2 separate regions of the Sus scrofa genome follow, and region 2 is linked to region 1. The links are chromatin contacts, called in public Hi-C maps. All regions are on one chromosome and are shown on one strand. The core of a region is the stretch at or near the end of the contact, and the rest is flanking DNA. Distances in the headings are between cores, read along the strand shown. Region 1 has its middle 110 kb from the start of PID1. Region 2 has its middle 150 kb from the start of PID1.

Region 1 (2,985 bases), core at 90-2,589:
AGGGTGAGGTGGTGAGTGAGCTGCTTGTAATAATATTTTGTTTACATTCCTTGTGGTTATCTTTGTCACCGGCTCTGTTTGCTGTCTGGGGTTCCCCCCCCATTTTTTTGGCCTTCAAGGCACCACCGTATAGAAACATTGGTTTGCTTGATTCCTCAGTGAATGGGACACTTTACATGCCCAGATGCTGTGGCCATGGGGAGGGAGATGGAAAACTTGGTTGATGAGGCCATCACGATGAATCCGGCTCTTTGAGCCGAGTCTGAAGCCCCACCCTCCTTACACAAATCTTTTTATTTATTTTATTTTATTTTATTTTATTTTATTTTATTTTATTTTATTCTATTCTATTCTATTCTATTCTATTCTATTCTATTCTATTCTATTCTATTCTATTCTATTTTATTTTATTTTATTTTATCTTTTTGCCTTTTCTAGGGCCACTCCTGTGGTATATGGAGATTCCCAGGCTAGGGGTCGAATCAGAGCCGTAGCCACAGGCCTACGCCAGAGCCACAACAATGCTGGATCCGAGCCGCGTCTGCGACCTACACCACAGCTCACGGCCGGATCCTTCACCCATTGAGCAAGGCCAGGGATCAAACCTGCAACCTCATAGTTCCTAGTCAGCTTCGTTAACCACTGCGCCACAACGGGAACTCCATAAATTTTTTTAACCTTCTCATACAATCTCCTTAATTTTTTCCTCATCCATTTTTAAGGCATTTAACAGTGAGAGTTTAGATGAGCTTGAATGAAGAAAGTGCTTTAAGAAAGTGTTCCCAGGAGTTCCTGTCATGGCGCAGTGGAAACGAATCCGACTAGGAACCATGAGGTTTCGGGTTCGATCCCTGGCCTCGTTCAGTGGGTTAAGGATCTGGCGTTGGCCATGAGTTGTGGTGTAGGTCGAAGACGCAGCTCGGATCTGGTGTTGCTGTGGCTGTGGCTGTGGCCGGTGGCTACAGCTCTGATTAGACCCTTAGCCTGGGAACCTCCACATGCCACAGGTGCAGCCCTAAAAAGACAAAAAAAAAAAAAAAAAAAAGATTCCCAGAACTTCTTAACAAGACTGAGGAGTCCATCAATTTATTGTAGAAATACCTAGAAACAAAAGAGGTGAGGGAAGTACAGGACCTCTTTCCTTAATTGACTTTATCAGTTCCTATTAGATGAGGCCCATTCAGAGAGTCTGTGGCTCAGGGGATGCAGCTGAACTTTGTTTAGGCTAGACAGTCACCTTCTAATTTGAGTTCAGTAACCTGCCCTCTTGCAGGAAATGGCATCTTTGATCAGGTTGGATTACCGTTATCAAAACCTGCTTCTTTGCCAAACAAAATGATGCTGATATTTTCTGATTTGAGGTTTGACCCAAATCCAGTACAAGCAGAGCGACCTGTTGCCCCGAGCAGGGCTGAGCTGGGTAATTTCTCATTCAGTCACACAAACCGCGGCAAGTTCATCTGCTCCCTTGAATGTTAAAACTTGTTACATCCCACTCGAGCCCTCGCTGGGAGCTTCTGCCATTAAAGATATAATAGGATCAAAAGGAATGTGAGGATTTAAATTACCGCCCTGACTTTTAAAAATGAATAAATATGAATTCTTCCCTTTTTACTTTCTCCTTTGCACAGAGGACTTTTTTTTTTTTTTTTTTTTTTTCCTTAAAGGGACTCGGGAGAATTATAAATTTTTAAAGAAGCAGATTTGAGACCGGCAGGCTCTTTTCGGAAAAGTGAAAGGGGACTTTTCACTTAAAAAAAAAAAAGGCTAAGGTATTGGTTTTTTAAAACAGAGATGAGATTACTTCTGGCCTTGATAGTTTATAATTTGCAAGTGTTGCCTGATTGGGTTGGGCAGATGTGCTGGAAGTGACAGAGTCGTCCATGCGGGAGTGTGGTCTCAGCTCTAAGGAGCCTGCATGCCAGAGTATCTGTCTTTGGTGAGCTACCAATTACATGTTTCTAGAAGCCTGGAAAGGTGGAGAGCAGGAGAAAGACGACTGGAGACTGAGCTTGGTACAAAGGAGGCCAACGCAGTCTTGCCTGGGGTATAGTTATTACAAGGACGGAGTGGAATGTGGTGTAGAGAGGTATAGAAACGATTCCAGAAAATTCTAACCATGGACTCTCCATGTAGCTGTCTTCTCATGAGACAGTCTACAAAGGTTCCAATACTCTGCCTGTTTTCCCTGAGATTAAAATGTCTCCGAGGCAGATCTAGAAAATATAAAAAATACAGTGGTTTTTGGCTTCTCAGTGGGGACCATCTTTTCTCTCTCACTGCTTTTCTGTTTCATTCACATTTTGGCCAGCGGCTGTACAGTAGAACCTTCAGGAGGGTGAAATGAGGAAACCAGATCTTGAAGAACTTTCTCTGGGTTTCTTGTTCAACTTTTGGCTGATAAAAAGTTTGGAATGTCCATTGTGGTGCAGTGGAAATGAATCCGACTAGTATCGAGGCGGGTTCAATCCCTGGCCTCACTCAGTGGGTTAAGGATCTGGTGTTGCCTTGAGCTGTGGTGTAGGTTGCAGACAAAGCTCGGATCCCGCAGTGCTGTGACTGTGGCATAGGCTGGCAGCTGCAGCTTCGATTTACCCCTAGCCTGGGAACTTCCATATGCTGTGGATGCAGCCCTAAAAAGCAAAAAAATAAAAAAGGTTGACGTTTGTAACCAAATACTATTTGGGTATTTTAAGGGGTAAGAGTACTTCTCCCCCCGGATTACTCTGCCCTTTCTCTGCCTTGTCATATTGGGCCGATCTTACCCTGGCTTGGAGCTGGTTGTGCTAGACATCTTTCTCTATTTTTATCCACTTCCACTTTTCCCTGGAGAAAGGAGACAGAAGAACCTTCTAGAAGATTAGCTGGAGACCACTGGATCGGGCCCATCAGGCAGAAAGAAAACCTTGGCATATCTGACACTTTTCCAGGCAGACCCAATTGACAGGAAGACACCAGAGCCAGGCAGATAAGGACAATGGCTGC
Region 2 (2,707 bases), core at 90-2,589, 260 kb after region 1:
CTGCCACCTGGAAGAAGGGTGCTCCTGGCAAGCACTTAACCTTTTGGGATATCAGGCTTTGATTGCCCACATGTAAAAGAATGGAACTTGATAGAAAATAGATAAACTAGGTTTGAAGTTAGATCATTGGTTCTTCTACACCCACCCTCTGCTCTTCCCAAACTACAATTCCTTGGATATCATTTCCAAACCTAAGCCTTGTATGGCAGAGTATAATATGGAAATTCAACACTAACCATAAGTAGTACTTGTATTTGTTATTATGCATGCTGTACGTGCTAAATTGTGTAACATACAGTGATTTAACTCCCACCTTGACCTAAGGGGAAACACTAATATTTATTTACTCCTAGTCTATACATGGGGAGACTGATACCCAAAAAACTTACCTATCATACCCAAGGTCTCACAGATCCTAAGTGGAAGGGTGAGGATTCGAACCCGGGCAGTCCAGCTGCAGGGTTTGTGCTGATTTAATTTAAAGACAAACGTGCATAGTAGATTTCAGTTTTTACATTTCTTTGTTTACATATTACTCTTTTTCCAAAAGGTTTTGAAGTATCGTATAGAGGAGATGCTATACTACATATAAAATATATGAATAATAAGTGGAAAGGAAAATTGATGAATAAGTTCAATGCCAAAAATTTTTTTAAACACTTGACTAAACATCAGCTTGATACTTGGCTCTAGGAGTCTTTGTGGTGAATGCAAAAAATCCCCAGAAACAAACAAAAAAGAGAAGAAGAGGAAGAAGAACAACAACAACAAAAACAACAACTAAAAAAAACCACTTAGAAACCTCCATCCATCTGAGATAGGGATTGAAAGAACTATTTTTAAGTATCTCCATTGAATGATAGGAATTTCTTATGCATATTTTCAGATTAAGCCCTTTTCAGTTTTATGGTTTGAAAATATTTTCTGCCAGTCTGTAAGCTGAATTTTACTCTGTTGATTATTTTCTTTTTTAGTTTGATGTTTGGTAGTACCAGTTAGTAGTCCCACCTGTGGTCTGTACTTTGAGTTTAATATTCATGAAATCATTGACAAGACTGAAATGTTGGAGATTTTCCCCTGGATTTTCTTCTAGGAGTTTTACAGTTTCAGTTCTTCAAGTCTTTAATCTACTTGGAGCCCATTTTAGTGCATGGCATAAGATAAGGATTTAATTTCATCTTTTTGCATGAGGATATAGAGTTTAACCAATACCATCTGTTGAAGAGAATATCCTTTGACCCTTGTGCATTCTTGGCACTATGTCTGAGACCATTTCCCCTCCTGACCTGCTCTCCAGCCTTGTTTGTAGTGAAGGATTGCATGCATCTGCTCACTTGCTCCCTGGCAGCATCTGGCTTTAGCTGATGGGGAACACTGGCCAAAGATTGGAGGACGTGAGAGGGTGATCTCAGTGTATTAATTCCCTTGGCTTTTTTCCCTGCAGGGTCATCCTGAGCCAAAATAATAAGAAAGAAGTCCCCAAACTCTGTTTTTACGACAATTATTTTTCACACATAAATTTTTTTGGTATTAGATTTCACTTTTGTGTAAGATATGAGGTAGCGATTTGTTTGAATTTTTTCCTATGTGACTACTAGTTGACTCACTAAATCTAGTTCCTTCCTACTGTTTTGAAATGCTATCGGATATACCAGTTTGTTCAATTTCTTTTTTTTTTTTTTTTTTGCATTTTTTTGTGATAGGTTTATTTTCTATTGTTTGCTCTATTACATATAATATTAAATAACTCATTTAATCATCTATTTTATTACACATAATTGATTTATTCCATAATTTGAATGATAGTGAAATTTGTCAATTTGGTTCTTCCTCCTTTCCCTTCAAAATTATCTAATTTTAAATGAATATATTTTTCCTCAGATTTACTTTTATATCTTTAAACATACACTTTTATCTCTATTACTTGATTTCTTGATTTAAAATGCTCTTTTTGACCACACACTATAAATTAATTAGGTAGCAGCATACTAATATAACCTCCATCTCATCTTCTCTCCAACTTCTTCTCTTGGCTTTTATCTAATCATTTTAATTCTGTATTGTTGAGCTTTATTGTGTACAGGTTTTATACACTCACAATTTATTTTTGACAAAGTCCTTTATTCAAAGTCCTTTATTCAAAGCTCACCTTGAATACTTTTTCCTACTATTTTTCTCTTCAAATATATTATTTGCCCAAGGATATTTTTAATCAAGAAATTTCTTCAAGAGCAGGTAAGAGAATTTTATTCCTGAGTTCTAACATGTCCAGAATTTTTGCTACCTTTCTTCTTGAATGGCAGTATATCTTGGTACAAAATTTGCATTTAGTGCTTTCTTTCCTTGAGGACTTTGTGGAGAGCACTCAACTGCTTCTTGCACTGATTCTCTTCTAGACCTGATGTAAGATGAGAGGATGGAGGGTGGCCAACCCGATTTCTTCTCTAATGATCATTGGATTTTTTTTCTTCCTCAGGTTTCTTATTGCAGACAGATAATTTGTACTCAATATCCTTAAACTAAATGTTGACTGTCTATTCCAGTGTTTACCAGGATATAGTGTATGTGGAGACATAATTTCTTTTATTTTGGGAAAATTTCCCTTGAATATATCTTTAAACATTTTCTTCTCTTTCACCTTTTTGGTTTTCTTCTTTTCATGGCATCAATTAAACTTTGGAAATATGTCTCCATCTTAATTTCGTTT

What was found. A called contact is a pair of places that touch in the nucleus more often than the background predicts.
Region 2: a Hi-C map of liver shows a contact between it and region 1, with 8 times the contacts expected there. The contact joins two enhancer-like sites. A contact is called at or near these places in 8 of 47 Hi-C or Micro-C datasets (embryonic fibroblasts, fibroblasts, liver and 1 more) and 1 of 2 datasets of contacts at active chromatin or transcription factors (skeletal muscle).

Annotation. Positions count from the first base shown.
Region 1 is chr15:130,327,290-130,330,274 of Sscrofa11.1, reverse strand. No RefSeq gene overlaps it. Among named protein-coding and RNA genes, the nearest start is that of PID1, 110 kb to the right of the region's middle. Within about 2 kb of position 1,339, at least 3 of the 83 cell types and tissues checked have an H3K27ac peak or open chromatin away from gene starts, as enhancers often do. A contact at or near this core is called in liver, where this site is marked.
Region 2 is chr15:130,063,368-130,066,074 of Sscrofa11.1, reverse strand. No RefSeq gene overlaps it. Among named protein-coding and RNA genes, the nearest start is that of PID1, 150 kb to the left of the region's middle. Within about 2 kb of position 1,339, at least 4 of the 83 cell types and tissues checked have an H3K27ac peak or open chromatin away from gene starts, as enhancers often do. A contact at or near this core is called in liver, where this site is marked.